2 separate regions of the Gasterosteus aculeatus genome follow, and region 1 is linked to region 2. Evidence: chromatin contacts called from public Hi-C data. All regions are on one chromosome and are shown on one strand. The core of a region is the stretch at or near the end of the contact, and the rest is flanking DNA. Distances in the headings are between cores, read along the strand shown.

Region 1 (3,512 bases), core at 681-3,180, 92 kb after region 2:
GATTTGGGATGCAAATGAGCACATGGGCGTGTGATCACCAATTCAGGAGGGCATGCAAGAAGATCGGTGCCCTTTTCCAGTTTGTTAGGTACAGTGTTTTGCTTAGCGGTAATGTTGTGACACGATTTGTTTTCTGAGGTTTTTGCGGCTAATGTTTGCTGCACAAATGTACCATTTCAAATGTGGGGTTTTTTTGTGCATTTTGCTTTCCCGTGATAAAATACCAATGCTATCACAATGACATTAGAAATATCTGGTCTCCTGGCTCTCACAATGATCTATTTACATCCACATCTCCACTATTCCCTTTGTAAGCATTAGGGCGGTGATCAGCGTTTGGCTTGTCGTTTGATTAACGGGTGAGATTTTGTTTTTTGTTTTTAAAGAGGGAAGAAGAAAAGAAAGGAAGTTTAATATCTCAGCTTGGTCTGAACAGCTCAAAAAAAGACCCCCCTCGTCCCCCCTTTCTCTCTGTTTTTCTCTCACCCAGAAGCTTATTAGTTCTAACTATATAGCATGCATAATAAAACTGCTCATTTGCTCATTAATATTAAAATTATCATTTTCACAGCCATGGGCATTAAGATCAATCAAATCCTGGGATTTTCAGGTCAGATGCGAAATCTGCTTATGAGCTTTTTCTTCTTTTTTTTTTGTCCTTTTTTCTTTTAGAAAGAGCAGTACACACCGACATAAGGGAGATGATAAATATGGGTGGCAGATATATTAAAGCCAAGGTTATTATTTGTAGAGTCTGATGCATGTTTTAATTATGGTCGTATGGTCATATTAATATAGGAGCGCTTTTTTCAATACGCTTTCTTTATTTTGTAATTATAAAAACACCCCACTGGTTTATTGTATGATTGTACGTACATTTTAATTCAAACACAGCTTTTCAGAAGTTTGAAAGGTGACGTGTCATTTAGGCATTTATTCAACGGCCAATGTGACCCATTATGGAGAATATTTGGACATATAGATGTCAGATACACTTCATCTTAATCCTCCCTATTCTTTCAGGCACACACACACTCCCCAGTACACACACACTGACACAAGGGCCTCCTGATGACTGTCTTTTTTCTTGCAATTCTGTCATCTTTAAAGCGATGTGTCCATTAAGAGAAATGCTTTTCTGGAGCAGAAAGGGTTACTGACATCACCATTATCAAGGCCGGCATTACCACTTCTGTCACCACCATAAGCCATTCGCTATGCTGATTACCTCCTTTTAGCCTACTTACTCTGATTGATATGTACTGTGTGCAGGACTTGTAAGAGCATTCGCTCTCACTCAATTTTTACTAATTAAATCAATGGTGCGTGAATGTTAAGAATTTCTTCCAAATGCAAGCAAAAAAAAAAAAGAAAAAATCTATTTCCAAGCCTTCTTCTTTCCTTGACGGTTAATGAACGAATGTGATTCGTTTTACTTCATCCCTCTGACCCGTGTGTCATGTCTCTCTGCAGAACGCCGTTCGCCACAACCTCAGTCTGCACAAGTGCTTTGTGCGTGTGGAGAACGTGAAGGGGGCGGTGTGGACGGTAGACGAGATGGAGTACCAGAAACGCAGGTCGCAGAAGATCACAGGGTACGAATGCTGTCACCTCTCCTTAGATCCAGATCTGAAGGTCAACGACATGTGGAGGATCAGAGGGCCTGATGGGTTAGGGTCCTCCTCTCCGTCTCCTTTTCTATCCAGTTATTTCTTACCTTTTAATTATGTGGACTGTTTAGTCTTCCATCCATGCAGCTTTTTTGACTACTATTTAATATATTTTCTGTTTAAACTGATGACATTATTGGGAACAAGGCAAGTTCCAGGTTGTACTCATTTCTTTTCTGTTTGAATGTTTATCCAGAAGCCCGTCACTTGTCAAGAACCTGCCCTCCAGTCTTGGCTACGGAACTGCACTAAACGCCAGCTTACAGGTATGAAGCAAAAGCCTCAGAGAAGCTCTGACTCACCAGCCACCCGTTTGTTTGACTGAACACCGGCTGACCAAATTTCTGTCTGAATGAGCGCGGCTTGTCTCCACATTCACAAACGTGGTTGCCTTTTTTGCTTTTGTTGTCCTTATACTCCTTATTCTCTGCTTGTGTTTTTCCTGTATCCCTTCTCCTTCTGTCTCCCTCTCTATCCTGAACACCGTCAAACTCAGAAGGCCACCCTGTGGTCAAATCCGGAAGCAACTCCCCTCCACTTTCTTTCCCTTTCTCTTCGCTGTGGCAGCCACCAGAGATTGGTAGTGGCATGTGCAAATGCAAGGGCATGTGCATTAATATTTATCTAAACTGTCATAAATGATTTGGCTTCATAGTGTACGCCGGTGAGGTGCTTATAGCAAAAACTTGAATCCCTGTATACAACTTTAATGCACAGCAGGCAAAAGTGTCGGGAGTTTTTATTATTTTGAGGTAAAGTTTTGAGGGACTTTTTTTAATAGCCACTCCACAGAAGGGCAGATGAATGGCAGCTGGGGGGGGAGGTGGTTGTCAGCAAGGTGTCACAAGGTGGATAATAGGCAGCCACAGAGTGGAAAAAAAACATTGCGACGAGTGTGTTTTAATAATTACTGAAGGAAATCTTACCGTTCTCTCACCTGCCGTATGTCATGCATCCCCCCCCCCCCCACCCTCTCCCTCCACACGCCATGCCTGCCTCCCAACATTTACACGTTTAAACTATTACACCCCTTTTGACATGCCTCTCCCCTAATACCTTTCCTGCATATTCCACCAACCTTCATTTACACTCTAATCCTCAATATTCCGTTTCCCTCCCTCCCTCCCCTCCCTCCCTCCCTCCTGCAGGCGGCCCTGGCTGAGACCTCCCTGCCCTTGCTGGGGACCCCCGGCCTCATGAACAGCGGCTCCACGGGCCCGATGGGAGGCAGCTGCCACGGCCTCCTGGGCGGAGATCCGTCCATCCTGACGGGCTTGAGTCCGCCCGGACTGTTGGGCGGGAGCCCAACCGGAATGTTGGGCGGGAGCCCGCATGGCCTGCTGGGCTGCAGCCCCCCGTGCACGCTAAGCGGCAGCCCCCCCACCCTGATGCACTCTGCCCACGACGGTTACAACGGCTCACTCGACCACCTGGACACCAACGGACACGGCAGCCCCGGGTACTCCCCACCAGTACACATGTGAGTACCAACAGATTACTCCAAGCAACGTATGTGATGATAACATGTTCTGTATGTACATTCGTGGGAACACACTCTACTGTTGTAAACTCTGTTTCGGTGTTCATTTCATTCTTTTTTTCTTAGGTAGTCAAGTGAAAATAAGAATGTGAACCAACGAAGTGAACTCATTATCCTCTGACCCAGAATCCCTTCCTGAGATAATTGTGTCACACACAGACCCCCCCCCCCCCTCACATCCTACAGTTTTTTTTACGTGTACCTATTTGAGAATGCAAGCACGTGTTCAACCAGCCACCTTCAGTCCTCCACTCGCTGTCCTTCTGCCCTCTGTTGGTTTAATTGCTTGATATTTAACCCGT
Region 2 (3,669 bases), core at 93-2,592:
CCGGCAGGAGCTCGATGCTTTCGAGCTCAACCATCTGCTCTCGCAGCCTCTGTTCTAGCTCCTCTGGGGACGAGGGGACCGTGAAGAGACAGGACACGTAGAACTCCTCCGGGTGATGGGTGGCCTCGTTTTTGGTGTGCCGGTTGACTTCTGACTCCGCCACTTCGGGATTGTCGAACTCCTTGACCGATACCAGGTTTAGGCCGAACGCATCTGCGAAGGACACCTTCCTCCGAATGACCGGTGGGGGCTCCGGTTCGGAGTCCTCGTCCGTTTCCTCGTCTGTGGCGGAACCCATCGGGGACGAAGCTTCCTTTCCTCCCTCTTCCTGCTCCCCATTTCCTTGGCTTTCCACCTCCATAGCCTCCCCTTCCTCTTCCAAGGGTGGGATGTGCAGAACATCCATAATGTGCGAGGTGGGGTGGGGGGGGGGTCTGCCCGTACTGCCGTCCGTCTGGCTCGGAGGGAGGCACAGACCAGAGTGCCCCTGACCTGGCAGCAGTGGCACTGCAGGAGGGGGAGCAAGGAGAGGACGTGACTTGACGGGTGGAGTTTGGTTACAGCTGGACATTTGGAGCGTGAGCCAGGCCTATTAATAGGACACATCTAACTCGACCGTGGCAGGCCAGTTATCCTCTCAGTTATCATCGTACGACGTGTTTGGTAGTTACTCAAATAAATAAAGGGAAACGCAGCTTTTATAAAGCACTTTCAAGAACATGTTTGAAACACATGAGCGGGGTGTCTGTATTTTGTGAAAATATTCTGTGCCCCAAAATAACGATTTGTTTTTCAACAGTGTGGGTTAATTAAGAACACGATAAAGATAAGGCTGAAATGGAAGTTTTAGTATGAGTACAATGGTATACAAGGTCTCCGGGTCGTAAATCATTTTATCACTGTGAGATTTACTGTAATATGTGCATGTAAACACGTAGCTGGACATCTTTATACCAGAAGGTGGTGTTGCTCCTGGCAGGATTTGCATAATAGGAAACTAGACAGACAGTTGGTTCTCCAGACTAAAACATGTCACCATTGATCACATTCATATTATAGTTATTCTAACTTTGCACTGATATTGATTCCTAAATGAATTGTTGTGACCTCTAGCGCCATCATCAGGTCAAAATGTCCATTTGTTCAGAATTTTGTATCATGAAGAATGATTGGCATGCTAAGATATTAAACTAGGTGAAAATCAGAAAGGCACATTAGCATTTAGCTCAAAATACTGACACAATCAGGGTGGTGTGATTGTTCACATAGGCTATAATCAGTTACACACAGCAAATATCTGTAACAATGTGCTACCTTTATATAAGAAACTATTCAGTTAATGATTGTACACAGACAGGTATGAGTAACACTGTTTCAGGGGATTTCTATGATTTTATACACCTGGATCCTACAGTAAGTTGACCTGCACCCAAATGAGCTAAATCTGACCTCTGACCTCCACCTGTAGACAGAAAAGAAGAATAAAATGTTGTGTTATCATCGATGATGTCTCAGATAATTATTGCTGCTGATTCTGTGATTGAATACCTGCTGATCCTCTTGTATCATTGTGTATCATTGCAGCCTTCATTGTTCAGGTCTATTGCATCCTGCAAGAGAAGACTGGGGATTGTCCTGTTCTTTGTAGCGAGTAGAATTTGTGTGTGTGTAGATATACTGGATACCCGCATATCCAGTATATCTTGTAAATAGACTTTAGGGCTCGTTATACGATCCTTTCCAGGTAGGTGAGCCACTCTTTCTCCTCAAAGGACCCTTTGTTCCATGTTTTCTTAAAGACAAGGGTTCTATTGTTAGTTTTAATTGCACCTTTTGTCTTTAAATAGTATAAAAGAATTCTCATTTGCAACTTTGGTAAAGGCAGATGTATACAAACTAGTGTTATAAATGCTATAGCTATACAACTCTCTAAATAACTGCGAACATATTTAGGTATACATTCGTAATACTGTTACATTCATTCATTTAAAAAGTACTTAGCTGCTACCAATCAGACAACACTAGATTTAAAAAAAAATTCAATTCAAGGGTTCACAACTAGAAAGGAAGCTGACAAATGAGGGAATAACCTGCTGTGAAGACAGTAACACAGTAATCAAAAGCTGGATCAATTCCTCTTTTCAACTATCCAAGCAAATGTGTTTGCTCCAATTATTTTGTCAGCCCTTTGAATTTATTAACAAAAGATAAGTTTCATGTCTAATGTAGATCAGTAAATGGCACTGTGTGATCAGATTACAAAAGAAATCTAATATGGCAAATACCAGATTGATTAAATTTGTACTTTCCATCCCTTCGTTTGTTTTCCTCGGACACTTTTAATAACAATCAGAAGTGACCACTAGGTGGCAGCAAACCACCACATTTACGCCAAGTTTGTTTCCCCTTCGCATCCTCACCACTTCCTAGAAGCTGTTTCCTCCTACTTGTTATTTGAGGATTTTTCAATTAGCATTACGATATATGACACAAACAAAACACGAAAAAACAATAAATCAAATGATTGCATGCTAGAAACACTATACGGCTACCCCGTTTTTTTACTCGAACAACACATGAATCATCATTTACTCTTCATTTTCTTTTTTTAAGCCAGGCCAGTCTTTGGACATTATGGATTTCATGGATAGTAACGGCATATTTATATCAATAACAATCACTAATGAGGACAACTATTTTATGATTTTAGTCAATATAACTATCGGGGCGAAAACACATTCAGACGAAAGAAAAATAAATGTGGACCAATTATATTTACCACAATAAATCAGTATAAAAGTCGTTATAATCAACATGAAATATAATTTTGAATATTGATAATAGAGAGAATAAGACGGGCGTTTGTAACATGTTTAAAACGTGTCCCCCCCCCCCTTCCACCTTTCTTTCTTTCAGTTGATAATATTCTGGACAATCATTTCTTGACCGTGAACGTCTCAGCGGTTTAAAAAAAGAAGAAAGAAGACAGCAATGCCCTTTAACCGCTGTTAAATGTATGATCTACTAATACATGAATAAATAGGCTGAATTACTTTGTGAAGGTATGACAGTGGAGCGGATAAGGAAAAAAGTGCATCTCCATCTTTATAATAATGTCTTGATTTAGCCGTGATTTTATTGGACATCTATAGGGGTTAGTTGAAATGTATGTATACGTGTTTTACATTATAAATCGCAATTGTGTATGACGATCGTTATATTTAATAAGATATCACCGTTATTGATCCCCCATCATTTTACTGAATGCATACACGCGTCAATAATGTATTCATGTTTCACTGCAAACCGAATACTGTCAAATTCATTAGAAAATAAAGGCTAATTTAAAACCTGTGAACAAAAATGACAGACGTGATGCTGAGGTTTCAATCGTGCATTGAAGGATGGTGAAGATAAAGTCTGTTCAGTTTCCGGCTTTACACAATCAAAATTCTTAATTTTGCATCGATGTTATTGATATTGATTCATTCTTTTGAGTTGATTGACCAGTTTTATTAATTTAGGTATTTACAGTTTTGTAATGCCTAGAGAGTGAAATAATCCCAGTTTGGTCGCTTTAAATAAAAAGTAGTTCAATTCTTACGTTACATCAATGCTCTGTATTGTCTCTTTATGCTGTTCACGCAATTGGATGTTGTTGCAACAAAA

Evidence for each region. A called contact is a pair of places that touch in the nucleus more often than the background predicts.
Region 1: a contact with region 2 is called in a Hi-C map of skeletal muscle, with 4 times the contacts expected there. The contact joins the enhancer-like site here to the promoter of ppp1r3aa in region 2. A contact is called at or near these places in 3 of 6 Hi-C or Micro-C datasets (skeletal muscle and tail fin).

What each region holds. Positions count from the first base shown.
Region 1 is chr4:28,514,516-28,518,027 of fGasAcu3.hap1.1, forward strand. It overlaps foxp2 (forkhead box P2), which reads left to right. Exons shown (of 18, transcript XM_078101794.1): 15 at 1,474-1,595; 16 at 1,867-1,936; 17 at 2,819-3,150. Among protein-coding and RNA genes, the nearest start is that of mdfic, 29 kb to the right of the region's middle. Within about 2 kb of position 1,931, at least 3 of the 9 cell types and tissues checked have open chromatin away from gene starts, as enhancers often do.
Region 2 is chr4:28,422,877-28,426,545 of fGasAcu3.hap1.1, forward strand. ppp1r3aa (protein phosphatase 1, regulatory subunit 3Aa) reads right to left here and starts at 1,343. Exons shown (of 4, transcript XM_040173977.2): 1 at 1-1,343. The coding sequence starts at 571.